5 separate regions of the Mus musculus genome follow, and regions 1, 2, 3 and 4 are each linked to region 5. Evidence: chromatin contacts called from public HiChIP or PLAC-seq and promoter capture Hi-C data. All regions are on one chromosome and are shown on one strand. Each heading gives the region's core, a stretch centred on a gene start, on an enhancer-like site or on the middle of the called end of the contact. The rest is flanking DNA. Distances are from core to core; before and after follow the strand shown.

Region 1 (2,700 bases), core at 182-2,681, 530 kb before region 5:
TCCTTACAGAAAACAGTTCCCAGAGCTCACAATGGTGCCAAGGGGCAGCATAGTCCCCAGTCCAGGGGCGTCAAGGCAGATCTGGGGAGGCAAGGCTGAGGCACAGGAAACACAAGTAGAAATAACAATCAATTCCTATGTTCCAGGTTCACCTGGCACCCCACATACCACTCTCTCCAAGCTGCCCCCCTTCCTAGACAGGGTTCCTGTCTGTCCTGGAACTAACAGTTGGCCTCAAACTCAGACATCGGCCTGCCTCTGCCTCCCAAGTGCTGAAATAAAAGGTGTATGCCACCACCTGAATTCTTGGAGTTAATCGCCCTGAAGAATGTCATGGTGTCACCATCCAGAGGGAGAGTGCAGAGACCAGAAGGAACTACAGCACCTCTTACCACCCACCCCGTCGTCACCCTGACAGACTCTGGCTAATTACTCCACCACCTTCTCCGCAATGGTAGATTGGCTTACACCAAACTAGCTACTACTTCTTCAAGGACCCACCCAGGCTTCCACCTCGAAGGGCAGGAGCAGGCTCCACGCTTGGCCTGGAAAGGCCACGGTAGGTTGCAAGTACTGAGCGATCACCTTTCCAGGAGCGAGCCTCAAACCTGGGTATGAAACAAGGGATGCCTGGAAGGTGGGAGGTTCTGTCCTGGGAGAGGAGGCCTGGGGATACCAGCCTAGTCAAAGTCACTCTCAAGAAACTTGCAGGATCCCTGGCATGCACCTGGACAAAACCACCTTGAACCGGAAAAGATGCAGGACACCCAAGCAGGGTCCTCAGGATAGATATGTCCAAAGCTACGAGGAAGAAGCAGGAGGCCAGGGGACAACCAGGTGGGGACCGGGGGATGCAACTGGTCAAAGCCACACTGAAGCCTTAGCACAAGGCCTGTAACAGGCAAGGAGGTGCAGGTACGACCTTCCCAGACCCTCCAGCTCCGCCGTCGGATTCGCAGCTCCTCTGGGCGCAGCAGCGAGGCCCGGGGCGGCGCTCGAGGCCGCGCCGCGCGCCCCCGCGTCCTGGCCACGCGCTCGGCGGCCGTCCCCAGCGCGGAGCTCAGCTTCCGAGCCCCACCGGGTCCGACCAAGCCTGCGTCCCTCGGGCGACCCCGCCGCCGCCCTAGGTTCTTGGACCTGCCCGCCACGCTGCTCGCACCCCGCCGGGTCTCAATTTCCCCTCTAGCCAGCTTCGCGCGCACAGCTCCACGGCCCTCCCGCCCAGGTCTCACCGGCAGGCGCGGCACGATCTCTACCGAGCAGCAGTGGCAGAAGTACCGTCCGGGCTGCGGCGACGCCTCGGCCATGGCCACCGCCGCCTCCGCGCCGCCCGCCCCCCGCGCGGCGCCTGCCGCCGGCCGTTTGCTGCTCCCTCGCCGGCCGACGCGCCCGCGCACGCTCACGCATGGCACGCACGGCACGCACGGCAGGCGTGGGGCTCGCGGAGAAACGCGGGCAACGCGCTGCGGGGGGCTGACTCGTGGAGAACGGTGGCCGCACTAGGACAAAATAAGTATTTCCGGAAGCCAGAGACCTGGGTCCAGTGTGTGGGGCGGAGCCTGGGGGCGAAGCGGCGGAGCCTAGTCTCCTTAGTAACCGGGACGGAGGTGAGGGTCAAGACTGCAGAGCATCTTGGGGGCGTGGCCTATCTGGTGTGGGCGGAGTCTAGAGGGCTTGGCACTTGGGGGTGGAAGGGCGGAGTCACGCTTGAAGAGTGCGGAAGTCCAGGGACAGCGCGAAGGCGGGTCGCCTTGGCGATGACTTTAGGAGGTGAAGTCAGACATGGAAGCAGAAGAAGTCAGAGATGGGGGGCCAGCGAGCGGCGGGGCTACGTGGGGGAGAAGACTTTTTGGCAACCTGCGTGGGACAGGGCCTCGGGGAAGCCTCCGCGACCAAAGGGCGGGGCCTTCGTGGGGGCCCGGGATGTCTCTTTGGCAACCTGGGGTAGGTTATAACCTGTAGGCAACTGGAAAGCTTTAGGGTCCGCAGGCTGAGCCTGCGCAGGGCGGGGCCGGGTTTCCATGGTGACGAGACAGCGACGGGACCAATCCTGGAATCCGCCTAGGAATTTGGCGTGAGCCTGGAGGCGGAGCTCCAAGCTTGCGGGGGCCGTCTCCTTGGCAACGAGGATGGGCAAGCCTGAAGGCGGGTGACTATCTCCAGAGCGGGGATGTAGTCGACAGGGCTGAGTTTCTCCGGCATACGGGATTGGATGTAGAGGCCTCGGAAAGCCAAGTACAGTCGCGAAGTTGGAGTCCTTGAGGGGCGGGACTTGGTTGCCTTGCCAATGGCTTAAGTTGTTAGGGCTATCCCTAAAAAAAAAAAAAAAAAAAAAGTGAGGGACGGGGCCTAAGAGACTCCTCCTCTTCTTCGAACCATCAAGCCCTCATTTCCCAGCTTCCTTCCCCTCATTTAGCCTTCCAGACAAGCTTGCCTGTGGATATTTGCTTGCACTGCACTGCCTGTGCCTCCAAGTGCTTGGTCCCCCAAACTCCGGAGTCTCGGCTGCAATGTTGCCTTTTCACGCGGTCTCTACAGCCCTCCTACATACACTTATGTACACCTGATAATCTGTAAAAACAGTGCCGGGCAGAAGGGAGTATCATGTCTGGACGATACACATCAGGTGTTCCACAAACACCCGAGATAAGGATGAAGAAGGGATGCATTCTCTGGTAGAAGGAGGATCCTCTAGCCCGC
Region 2 (2,700 bases), core at 150-2,649, 550 kb before region 5:
CAAAGCAGCCAGGACTTCCTACACAGAGAAACCCTGTCTCGAAAAACCAAGAAAGAAAAAAGAGAGAAAGAGAGAAGGGAGGAATGAGGAGAGAAAGAAAGAAAGAGGAAGGAAGGAAGGAAGACAGACAGGCAGGCCTGGCAGACAGGCTGGATTCCAGCTGCACCTCGACTCTGCAGGACTAAAACTGGAGACTTCTATGTCAGCATTCCAACAATGCAAATCCGGTATTGTTCAGGTGTATTTGGGGCCTCCACTGTCTTCCTAGAAGTGAGAGCCCCAGGTGGGAATCTGGAACTCAGGGAATGGAATTACAGCAGCTCCCAGAACCAGCACAAGAGGACCCACAGGACCACAGACAGGCCAGCCAGACAACACTGCTCAGTGGACTCTGGACCCCATTTTACATACTCCCTTGGAGTGGTCAGGTACAACGCAGAGCACACTCCCTCAAGGCTTCACTGTGGAGAAGGACTTAGGACACCAACTTACCTTCCAGCAGTTCAGCATGGCCCCACTCCCTCAGGACATGTTGCTCACGGGGACTGGCAGCGGAGCTCCTTCTTGAGCTGCAGAAGCCACCAAAAGTCCCTAGAAAGAGACATGAAGAATAAGAACACAGAAACCATCCTATCAAGTGGACACCGTGGCATGCACACTTATTACCCCAGGTCTCTGGAGGCTGAGGTGGGAGGGTCTCCAATTGGATTCCAGCCTGGGCTACAAAGGAAGTTCTAGGTTAAGCTAGTGTGAGTTCCTGCCTCAAACTTACGTCATGCCCAGAAAGAAATGGATCAAAAGACAAGGACTGCCAGGCATGGGATCTCAGAACTCAGGAGGTTGAAGCAGTAGGACCTGAGTTCAAATAAAGCATCCAGCATGAACCACATGGAAACACCATGGCTCAAAAAAAAAAAAAAAAAAAAAAAAAAAACACGCCCCGCCCACAAATAAATCCAGACCCAGAAAAAGACCAACTTCAAGGGCAGAACAGGCCAAAGCTATAAGGATCGGGGTGCAGGATCCAGCAAGAAGTACTCCTAACTAAAAGTAGCCAAAGGTCAATGCCAATATCCGTAAGTCCCCAACAGTGGGTCAGAGACATGGAAAAGCGAGCAACAATCAAAAGTCAAAGTGCCCTGCGGACCTAGAGAGACGTTGCCAACTAGTGCCCAGCTAAATGGGTCCCCAGAAACTCCTCCATAGGTCAAAGAACAAAGGTTGAAGGTGACCGGGATCCTAAGGAAGGGAAGATTATAGTCCTGGATCCGACACTCCTTTACCTTCCTCCGAAGGCGGGCGGTGGGGCCCAGGGGAGCGCAGAACCCGGCCAAGCCCGGCTGCGCTTCGGGTCCACCGGAGCGCCGACATGCCGCCTGCTGCCCGCAGTGCGCACGCGCACGCGCCGCCTGCAGGGAGCTGTAGTTCTGCGACTGCCGGAAGCGCTCTTAGGGTCTGTCCTGTGAGAGGAGTCGAAGGAGAACTACAACTCCCAAGAGGCAGCGGGCAGCGTGGCGGCAAGAGAGCATGCGCAGAAATACTCTTCTGATTCGTTCTTTTCATATCCAAGTTCCCTCTTTAGTTTTTATATTTTTTTGTTCTTTGATTGACTGGTTTCTGCTTTATTTTATTTGTTCATATATATGTGCGTAACATTTACATATGTGTATATATTATGTACTATATGCACATTTTTGGCACAAAGTCTCACTATTTAACCATGAATGTCCTGGAATTTAACAGGATTCCCTTGAACTCAACAGATATCCTCCTTATACTCCTGCTCTGCCACCCAGTACTGGGACTATAGTCGTGCGCCACCACGCCCAGTCCCTACCCTATTTGTTTCTCCTCCTCTTCCTCCTCCTCCTCTCTGCCTCTCTCTGTCTCTGTCTCTCTGTATGTATATGTGTTTGTGCAAATGGAATCAGGGCCGTAGAAAGATGGAAAAGACGTGTAAATAGTACCACATCGCGATTTCATTCATCCATCCATCCATTCATTCATTCACATTCACAGAGTCCCATGTAGCTCATGTTAGCTTCCAATTTACATGTATGAGAACTAATCTGGAAAGCCTGACCTTGCTGTCTTCTCCTTCCCAGTGTTGGACTAAGGGATCTATCTACACGTAGCCCAGGTTGGTTTCAAACTTCTAATGTGGCCAAAGATGACAGTGAATTCCTGATCCTCCTGCCTCCTAGCTCAGGAAGTGCCGGATGACAGATATGTGCTATCACGCACCAGCATTTTATATTTGAGACAGAATCTCACTAAATTTTCCAGGCTAATTCTGTAGCTCAGACAGTACCCTCCTGAGAAGACAGGACCTGGGCTCATTTTCTCAGTACTAGGGCTTCTACTGTCTGGAGCGCATCAGTGAGAGCTTTGGGTTTATAATCCCAGCCCTCTGGAGGTAAAGGCAGGCGGATTCAAATTTAAGCACATAAAATGCACATAAAACCTTGTCTCAATCAGGCAGTCGGGCAAGCAAACGGACAGATAAACAGACACACACACAAACTCAGAGCTGGGTGTGGTGGCACACACCGTTTTTGCTTTTGTTTTTGTTTTTTTAAAGATTTATTTATTTTATGTATCTGAGTACACTATCTCTGTCTACCAGAAGAGGGCATTGAATTCCATTACAGATGGTTGTGAGCCACCATGTGGTTGCTGGGAAATGAACTCAGGACCACT
Region 3 (2,700 bases), core at 69-2,568, 800 kb after region 5:
CAGTGCCACTACGAGGAGGGGTGTCCTGGGGGTCTGAAGGTAGATCCTCAGAGATGCCACTGTCACTGTCAGCGGGGGACCATAATGGAGAGCTGGGGTCAGAGTCTCCAGGTCCCAGGATGCAATTTAGGAATTCATCAGAATCAGAATTTAGTAGAACTTTCTAGAATGGGAGTGGAGAGAGCAAGACACATGTTTATTCAGATTGCTGTGTGACTCCGGGCAAATCCCTGACCCTCTCTGTGTCTTAGAGAGGGAGTCATTCTTTCTCCCTGAGCATCTGAGATGAAATGGCAGTTAAAGGATAAACAGGGAAAGATATGAACAGGAGACTGTGTTCTGAGTTTGAATTTGAACGCAGGTGGAAGTTGGCTATGTGACTCTGGGTGAGTACCATGCTCTCTCTCTGATCTCCCTCCCTCCTCTGCCTTAAGCAGATGTGTGAGGGTTACAGGCTGCCCAGTTCAGTGGCACGTCCTGTGCCCCACCCCAGCTGTAGCTGGAAATCTCCCGGGGGACCCTCACCTGCTCCTCTCTGGCGAGGATCCAGCCCTCGGCCAGCTCCACGTTTCTCAGGATGCCGTCCTGCCGATCAAACAGGAGGTCAAGGACCTCCATGCTGTCCAAGGGCGCCATAGCACAGACAGGGGACGCCATCTAGATCCAGGAGAGAGAGAGAGAGAGAGGACTCTGTTCTTATACACAGCACCCCAGCTCCTTCCAGGCCAAATGTGACTTCCATTCAGCCCCCGGGCTGGGTCTCTGTGAATCTGCCTGAAATGTAAGCAGGGTTGGACTGGGGTAACCAAGAGTCTGTAAACCTGGTCTACCACTAGCAAGACTCAAAACAAAGAACAAGCAAAACAAACCAAAAATTTAGAAATCCATATGGCTCCTGTGCTATGGCACACATACACTATAGTTAAAATTTTTAACATATATGTTTATAACAACAAGTAGAGAGGCTGGCTCACACCTTTAATCCCAGTACTCGGGAGGCAGAGGCAGGCAGATCTCTGTGAATTCGAGGCCAGCCAGGGCTACACAGAGAAACCCTAATTCCAGAGGAGATATTGGTGCCTGGATCAAACTGTCCTGAAGTCCCTGGAAGGCTATGTGAACTCAGTGTGATCCCCCTTTCCAGTCTCAGTCTTCCCAGCAGTATGATGGGGTCCTATCAGGCTGCCAACCCCCCCCCCCCGGCTCAGCGTCCCCACCGTGGCCCCTCACCTTTCCAGCCGCTATGTCCCCATCCATGAGTCCCGTGCCTGTGGCAGCCTCTTTTCGGGTCCCTGTCACCGCCTGCTACAGCCTTTGCCACGTCTCCACCTCCCAAAGATGCTGAAATACAGGCCAGCAGCTCCCAGCCCAGCTCCTGCTGTTGACTGGGAGACAGGCAGGACCGCGGACCAATGGTGAGTGGCCGTGGCAGGGGGAGGGTGGGACGACTGTTATCTTTCTGTTTTGTGCTTTTTCCAGGGAGCAAAGAGCAAAGTCTGGGGTGTCGGGTCTGTGTGACCTCTCCCCTACTTACAGCTACTGTTTCTGTCTAGCGTCACCGGATGTTGGATCTCCAGCAAAACCCAGGGTCCTTGGGTAGGTTGCCAGCTCTTGTGACAGAGAAAAATAGCGACCATAGGTGCATGGAATTCATGCCGTCATGCAAGGTGACAACCGCTAACCCTGTAGGAGCAAAGCAGGAGCCACTGCTGCACAGCGCATCCCCCACTGTCCCATGTGTTAATCAGTTCCTTCTGGAATCACCCGCCCTGCATGCACTTAGCCAACAAATATTTATACAAACTGCACTTTCCCTACCCCGGGGCCTTTGCACCTGCATTAGGCCACCTGTCCTGTCCCTGTGATGGATTCTGTTCCATCACTTTCGTGTGTCCTTCCTGGCCCAGCCCAGTCCCACTCACTCTTTTCAGAGGACAACTTGACCTACAGATGATCCTCCTGCCTTCACCTCCTGGCTGATGTGGAGCGGCACAAGCTCAGTGTGCATGTTAGACAAACTCTCTGCCAACTCCTGCACAGCCCTCAAAGTCCTGTCTGCCATGTCCATCTGCTTCCTGCTTTTCTTTCATTTGCTGTCTCCCTTGTTCTGCGCCCTCAACCCTTTACTCCTGTAACCCCCAGTTGCACCCCTGCTCCAGCCACAGCAGCCTCCTCACTCAGTGACCAGGATAGGCTCTATAGGTCATTATTAGCTGCTCCTTTCCAGAATGGGGGGGGGGGTATACGGTTGACACTCGATTGATACTTGCTCATTGAGGAGCTCCTATGTGCCAGCTACTGGTTTAGGCATGGCCAATCGATCTACGAGCGTCCTGGACTGAGTTGGGTAGAGAGATGAGTACAACTTGAGAGAGAAATGCCATCAAGATACCGAATGACTCCAAAGCAAGGACTCAGGGTCACCCAGAGTCCTGGAAGGGAGACTGGGTCAACTGAGAAGAGCAGCTGGAAGGCGCTTTAGGCTGAAGAGGTAACCTGTGCAAAGCCTGGGGCAGCATGGAGCTTCGGGCACTGAAGGAGCACGGAGGACTGTTCTGTGGCTGGAGCACGAGGAAGGGGGAGGGAAGAGGAGCGAGAAACTGCCCTTGAGATGACAGTCTATGGGGGAGGGGGTATAAGCGAACACCTAGGCAGCAAGAAAACACATTAGCAACCACTGACTGCATCAGAAGGGGGTGC
Region 4 (2,700 bases), core at 19-2,518, 630 kb after region 5:
ACTCAGAAATCCACCTGCCTCTGCCTCCCAAGTGCTGGGATTAAAAGCGTGCGCCACCACTGAGGGAAACACCCAAAGGTGACCTCTGGCTTCCACATGCACAAACACATACACACACACCCATACACACACACACCCATACACACACACACCCATACACACACACCCACACACACACACACACACCCATACACACACACACACACACACACACACACACACACACACACACAAGCCATCCTGATCCCACTCAGCTAAGCTTAGGTCCTTAGGACCCGGCTTTATTGAAGTTTTACCTCAGTCTACACGTCTCCTTTAGGGTCCCCATGTGAGCACAGGTTAGCTTCATCAGCACCTGTCTCAAGAGCGCCCGGGTGGGTGGGGCTTCGGGGGCGGGGACTAACATTGTTTACACCTGTCACTTGTCCCTAAAGTCCCTCCCATGGGAGGGATTTGGACCCATCTGCACTAGTCCCCTTCCCCGTCCAGACTTTAACCTGTGTTAGGGTTTTTGGTAGGCGGGACTTACCTGCCTGCACCAGTTCCTGGTCCCCCCAGTGGGTGGGGCTTAGCGGTTTGCACCTGTAAGAGATGTGTCTCCCCTCCCCTTGGGCGGCGCTCAGCGCTCTGCAATCGTCCCTGGGGTCTATGGTGGGCAGGGCTCAGGCCTATCACCCAACCCTGGGGTGTCCTGGTGAGCAAAACTTAGCTGTCGGCATCTGCCCCTGGGGGTCCCCGGTGGACTGGGCTTCAGCGTTATGCATCTGTACTGAGGTCCCCGGTAGGCAGTATTTAGCCCTTATATTCCAGCCCCAGAGTCCCCAGTGAACAAGACTCAGCTAGCTGTGCACCAGCCCCCGGGTCCCCTGTGGGCTGGGCTTAGCTAGTTCTATGCACCGTCTCCGGGATCCCGGGTGGGCAGGACTCCGCTCATTTCACCTATCACCAGGATCAAGCTCCCCGCGTCCCCGGTGCCGACCCACGTACCTCGCGAGTGGTCACCTCCTCCTTCTCGGAGATCCGGAGCAGCAACCTATCATTCTCCAGCTCCAGCGCGCGGACACGGTCGATGTAGTGTGCCAGGCGGTCGTTGAGCTCACGGAGCTCCTCCTTCTCCTGCAGCCGAGACAGACGCGTGGGCGACAGCGGCGTGGCGGGCCCCGCGTGGGGCGGCAGAGACGCCATGGCGGAGGTGGCGGCGGCGGGAGAATCACCTCGGTTGCCCGAATGCGGCGCGCTCATTCAATCCGCGCCGCGGAAGATGGCGCCGCCGCCCGCAGCGCGCCGGAATTTGTAGTCTCCTTGGCGCGGAGCACGCAGGGAGCCGTAGTCCACAGGGCAGCTTGCGAGGCATGCCAGGAGATGTAGTTTCCAGCTTTCCAGTAAAACCCGGGGTTTGGCAGTTACCCTGATTGCGGGTGGAGGAGGCGTTCTGATTTCTACATGTGTACAGATGCACACATGAAGCCACATAAGCGCACACACAGAAATCAATTAATAAATTAAACAAATGCAGAACAAATCGAACAAAAAGACAGCAAGGGTGGGTGAGATGCCTCAGAGGGTAGAAAGGCACCTGCTGCCAAAACTGATGGTCGAATTTGGATCGCTGAACCCTACATACGAGAAGACAAGCAATGCACACAATTGTCTCCTGGACTCCAATTGGGTTCTTCGAAAAACACAGAAATATGTGAGTTTGTGTTTTTGTTTTAATTAGAGGTGTCACATATGGGGCTGCTTCAGATAGTCTGCAGCAGCTGACTATGATTTGCTTCGTGCTCTAGCAGAGGCACGGTTTTGTCAGTTGCACATAGTTTCTGCGATTGTGACCTTAGGAATTATGGACACTTTTCAGAAGATATACAAATGTTATGGCCCCAAGACGGGCTTTGGTTGGTCTCTGTTGGTAACGGTTTGTTAACTAGTCGTGTGCAAAGAAGAAACAACAACAAGAAGAAATTAGATAGCCTGACAGCAAAATCAAACTTGCTCCAAGGAACTCAATGCCCCCAATCAACAGGAAATAGCCTAACAATAATGTCACCCCCTCTTCTCTCTGTCCTTTCCCCCCTCCTATCTAGTGTTAAGGGTTGAAAGGATGGAAAGAGGGTAGAAAAGGGTGGAAGAAAGAAGAACCCACAAAGTAGCCAAGTTCTGCTAAAGTGTCCACACACAGGAACATAGTAAACAAATGTAATTTTTAAAAGAGCCGCCACAAGGCAAATGTCCACTACTGTCTTCCCAGCACTGGCAGGAGGATGGTGAGTTTGAGGATAACATAGCAGAAACACAGGGCTACCAATGTGAGTCAATGTGTAGAGTGTTTGCCTGACTGAGGTCCTGGCTTCTATCCCAGCACCGTGGATGAGCCCCCTGCTCTCACCTCAGCACCAGGCAGATGGAGGTAAGAGAATCAGGAACTCAAGGGCAACCTCCGTGACACAGAGGGTGTGATGGTTTGTATATGCTCGGCCCAGTGTGTGGCACTATTAGAAGGTGTGGCCCTGCTGGAGCAGGTGTGGCACTGAGGGTGTGGGCTAAGACCCTCACCCTAGCTACCTCGAAGTCAGTCTTCCACTAGCAGCCTTCAGATGAAGATGTAGAACTCTCAGCTCTGCCTGCACCATGCCTGCCTGGACGGTGCCATGCTTCCTGCCTTAATGATAATGGACTGAACCTCTGAATCTGTAAGCCAGA
Region 5 (2,700 bases), core at 84-2,583:
CTGGCCACTACTGTCCTACCTCTCCTCTCTCTTTAAAGACAGGGATGGTCTTTCTATGCATCCCTGGCTGGCCTGGAATTCACAGACCGCTCTGCCTTCTGTGTGCTACACGTGCCTCTGCTGGACTTTGCTACTTCGTGGGCTTCTTTTTCTTCCATCCTTCTCCACCTTTTTCCTCCTAGCCTTCCAACCCCCAACACTAGATAAGAGAGAAAATGTTGGAGCTGGGCGTGGTGGTGCACACCTTTAATCCCAGCATTTGGGAGGCAGAGGCAGGCGGATTTCTGAGTTCAAGGCCAGCCTGGTCTACAGATTGAGTTCCAGGACAGCCAGGGCTACACAGAGAAACCCTGTCTTGAAAAACAAAACAAAACAAAACAAAAATAGAAAATGCGGCTTCCTTTCCAACATTCATTCATATTCTCTCTCTCTCTCTCTCTCTCTCTCTCTCTCTCTGGTTTTTCGTTTTTTGAGATAGGGTTTCTCTGTGTAGCCCAAGAGCTGGGATTAAAGACAAAGACTTGCCGGGCGTGGTGGCACACGCCTTTAATCCCAGCACTTGGGAGGCAGAGGCAGGTGGATTTCTGAGTTAGAGGCCAGCCTGGTCTACAAAGTGAGTTCCAGGACAGCCAGGGCTATACAGAGAAACCCTGTCTCGAAAAAACAAAACAAAAAAAAGACAAAGACTTGTGCCATCACACCTGGCTTCTATTTTATTATAAAACGAAACACTCACTGGGTCAGGGAGTCTAAAGCCAAGTCCCAGGATGGTGGAAAGAGAGCACTGATCTCTCCAAGTTGTCTTCTAATTAACCACTCACTTTTGAGGTGGTAGGCTCACACATCCCACAAGAAAAGCAGACAGCCTGGAGGTGGTAGCTCACGCCTTTAATCCCAGCACTTGGGATTAGCCTCTGGCCAGCCTGTTCTACAGAGCGAGTTTCAGGACAGCCAGGCCTACACAGAGTCCCTGTCTTGAACCTCCGTCTCCCCCAAAAATGTATGTATATATTTTGCTATTAGGAATCATAATTGTAAATATCTGATATGCAGGATATCTGATATGCCACCTCCAAAGAGGCTGTGACCCACGGGTTGAGAATCACTGCTTGAGACCTTGTACATGAGAGAGGCAGAAACACAGAGACAGAGAAGACAAAGAAAACCAGGGACAGAGAGACAGACACACTAACAAAAACCCCAAAGGGAGCCACGCCCCTCCGGAGGGTAGCGGCGCTTTTGCTCTGGCCTCCGGACAGCGGGGGGCAATGGCGAGTATCCGCAGAGCGGAAGCTGTTGAGCGGTGGAGGCGGGCCCTCCCGGCAGAGCTCGCGATAACTGCGCAAGCGCAGCCCGTACTTCCTTTTCCGAGTAACCGCCAAGATGGTGAGTATTCGTGCACGGCGGTCTGTGCTCCCGGGTATCCGTCGCCATCCTCCCGGGGCCCTTTCGCAAGACTCTGGACTCGCTGCCTGGGGATGTAGCGATGTGCTCGGGTGCCCGGAGACTGCGGATGGCGGGTGCGGAAGGGCCCGGATGGCTGCGGGCGGCCGCGGGGCTGTGTGTCCCCTCGCCCGTCCGCCGTAGCTTAGAGGAGCGCGGCTCGCGCAGCTCAGGTCCCTGGGCTCCCGGGTAAGGTTGCCGAGCCCCTGCTAACCCCGACTCGCGCTCACGCAGGCCGAAGTGGAGCAGAAGAAGAAGCGCACCTTCCGCAAGTTCACCTACCGTGGCGTAGACCTCGACCAACTGCTCGACATGTCCTAGTAAGAGGCCCCGTCACCTTAGTCCCGCCGGGTCGCTGGCCCGTTTGTACATTTTCCTTTTCTGTGGGTGGTGCTGGAAATAGAGCCAGAACCTTTGCACATGTCACATGGGAGAGGCAAGGAAGGGTCTCGAGTGCCGGGCAATGGTGGCGCACGACTTAATCCCAGCACTTGGGAGGCAGAGGCAGGGGAATTCTGAGTTCGAGGCCAGCCTGGTCTGCAGAGCGAGTTCCAGGACAGCCAGGGCTACACAGAGAAACTCTTGAGTCGGAAAAAAAAAAAGGGACCCGTGTAGCCCAGGCTCTCCTCGAACTCCTGATCCTCTCAACCTCCCTAATGTTTGGGTCACCATCACGGTGCAGAGCATCAAACTCGGGGCGTCCTAGCCTCCTAGGCAAGCGCTCTAGATTGTGACCTCAACTCGGCCCCTGCTACAGTTGTGCAGTGTTCGACAGTCTTATGTAGACAGAACTACCTTGCCTCAGTCTCCCGCTGACTGGGCTCACAGGCCTCCCTGTGACCTTGGGGAAAATCAACCACGGATAGGTAATTTGTCTGGGTGGGCTGTCAAAGGAAAAGGTTTGATCTCGGCTTACGTCACTGCCTGTGGAAGCTGGTGGATTCATTTTAGAGGGTTGTGCCCTGAAGGTTGACGGCAGTGCTATGGAGGACTTGTCTTTAGTGAGCTCCCGGCATGTTCCTTTCTGGGTGTGAAAGAAATGGAGCAGTGCTGGCGCAGCATGCTGTCCCCGGGTCTCCAAACCACCCCCTTCTCCCACAGTGAGCAACTGATGCAGCTGTACAGCGCCCGCCAGAGGAGGCGCCTGAACCGTGGTCTTCGGCGGAAGCAACACTCACTGCTCAAGCGCTTGAGAAAGGCCAAAAAGGAGGCACCACCCATGGAGAAGCCTGAGGTGGTGAAGACGCACCTGAGGGA

Evidence for each region. Promoter capture Hi-C pulls out the DNA fragments that hold promoters and counts their contacts. HiChIP or PLAC-seq counts read pairs in DNA pulled down with a chosen protein or histone mark. Capture Hi-C pulls out chosen DNA fragments and counts their contacts.
Region 1: a promoter capture Hi-C map of hippocampal neurons shows a contact between it and region 5, with 2.9 times the contacts expected there. The contact joins the promoter of Rnf126 here to the promoter of Rps15 in region 5. A contact is called at or near these places in 1 of 39 promoter capture datasets (hippocampal neurons), 1 of 484 Hi-C or Micro-C datasets (embryonic stem cells), 1 of 115 datasets of contacts at active chromatin or transcription factors (pancreatic cancer cells) and 1 of 9 other capture datasets (liver).
Region 2: a promoter capture Hi-C map of liver shows a contact between it and region 5. The contact joins the promoter of Polrmt here to the promoter of Rps15 in region 5. A contact is called at or near these places in 1 of 484 Hi-C or Micro-C datasets (embryonic stem cells), 1 of 115 datasets of contacts at active chromatin or transcription factors (pancreatic cancer cells) and 1 of 9 other capture datasets (liver).
Region 3: a contact with region 5 is called in an HNF4G HiChIP or PLAC-seq map of pancreatic cancer cells. The contact joins the promoter of Creb3l3 here to the promoter of Rps15 in region 5. A contact is called at or near these places in 5 of 39 promoter capture datasets (cranial neural crest, embryonic stem cells, liver and 1 more), 1 of 484 Hi-C or Micro-C datasets (B cells) and 2 of 115 datasets of contacts at active chromatin or transcription factors (embryonic forebrain and pancreatic cancer cells).
Region 4: a contact with region 5 is called in a promoter capture Hi-C map of liver, with 4 times the contacts expected there. The contact joins the promoter of Lmnb2 here to the promoter of Rps15 in region 5. A contact is called at or near these places in 8 of 39 promoter capture datasets (cranial neural crest, embryonic stem cells, fetal liver and 4 more) and 1 of 9 other capture datasets (adipose tissue).

The regions. Positions count from the first base shown.
Region 1 is chr10:79,765,521-79,768,220 of GRCm38.p6, forward strand. Rnf126 (ring finger protein 126) reads right to left here and starts at 1,432. Exons shown (of 9, transcript NM_144528.3): 1 at 1,233-1,432. The coding sequence starts at 1,307.
Region 2 is chr10:79,745,182-79,747,881 of GRCm38.p6, forward strand. Polrmt (polymerase (RNA) mitochondrial (DNA directed)) reads right to left here and starts at 1,400. Exons shown (of 21, transcript NM_172551.3): 1 at 1,284-1,400; 2 at 493-591. The coding sequence starts at 1,371.
Region 3 is chr10:81,091,273-81,093,972 of GRCm38.p6, forward strand. Creb3l3 (cAMP responsive element binding protein 3-like 3) reads right to left here and starts at 1,319. Exons shown (of 10, transcript NM_001382818.1): 1 at 1,231-1,319; 2 at 526-657; 3 at 1-163. The coding sequence starts at 1,257.
Region 4 is chr10:80,916,977-80,919,676 of GRCm38.p6, forward strand. Lmnb2 (lamin B2) reads right to left here and starts at 1,269. Exons shown (of 12, transcript NM_010722.5): 1 at 988-1,269. The coding sequence starts at 1,242.
Region 5 is chr10:80,291,098-80,293,797 of GRCm38.p6, forward strand. Rps15 (ribosomal protein S15) reads left to right here and starts at 1,334. Exons shown (of 4, transcript NM_009091.2): 1 at 1,334-1,386; 2 at 1,678-1,763; 3 at 2,545-2,700. The coding sequence starts at 1,384.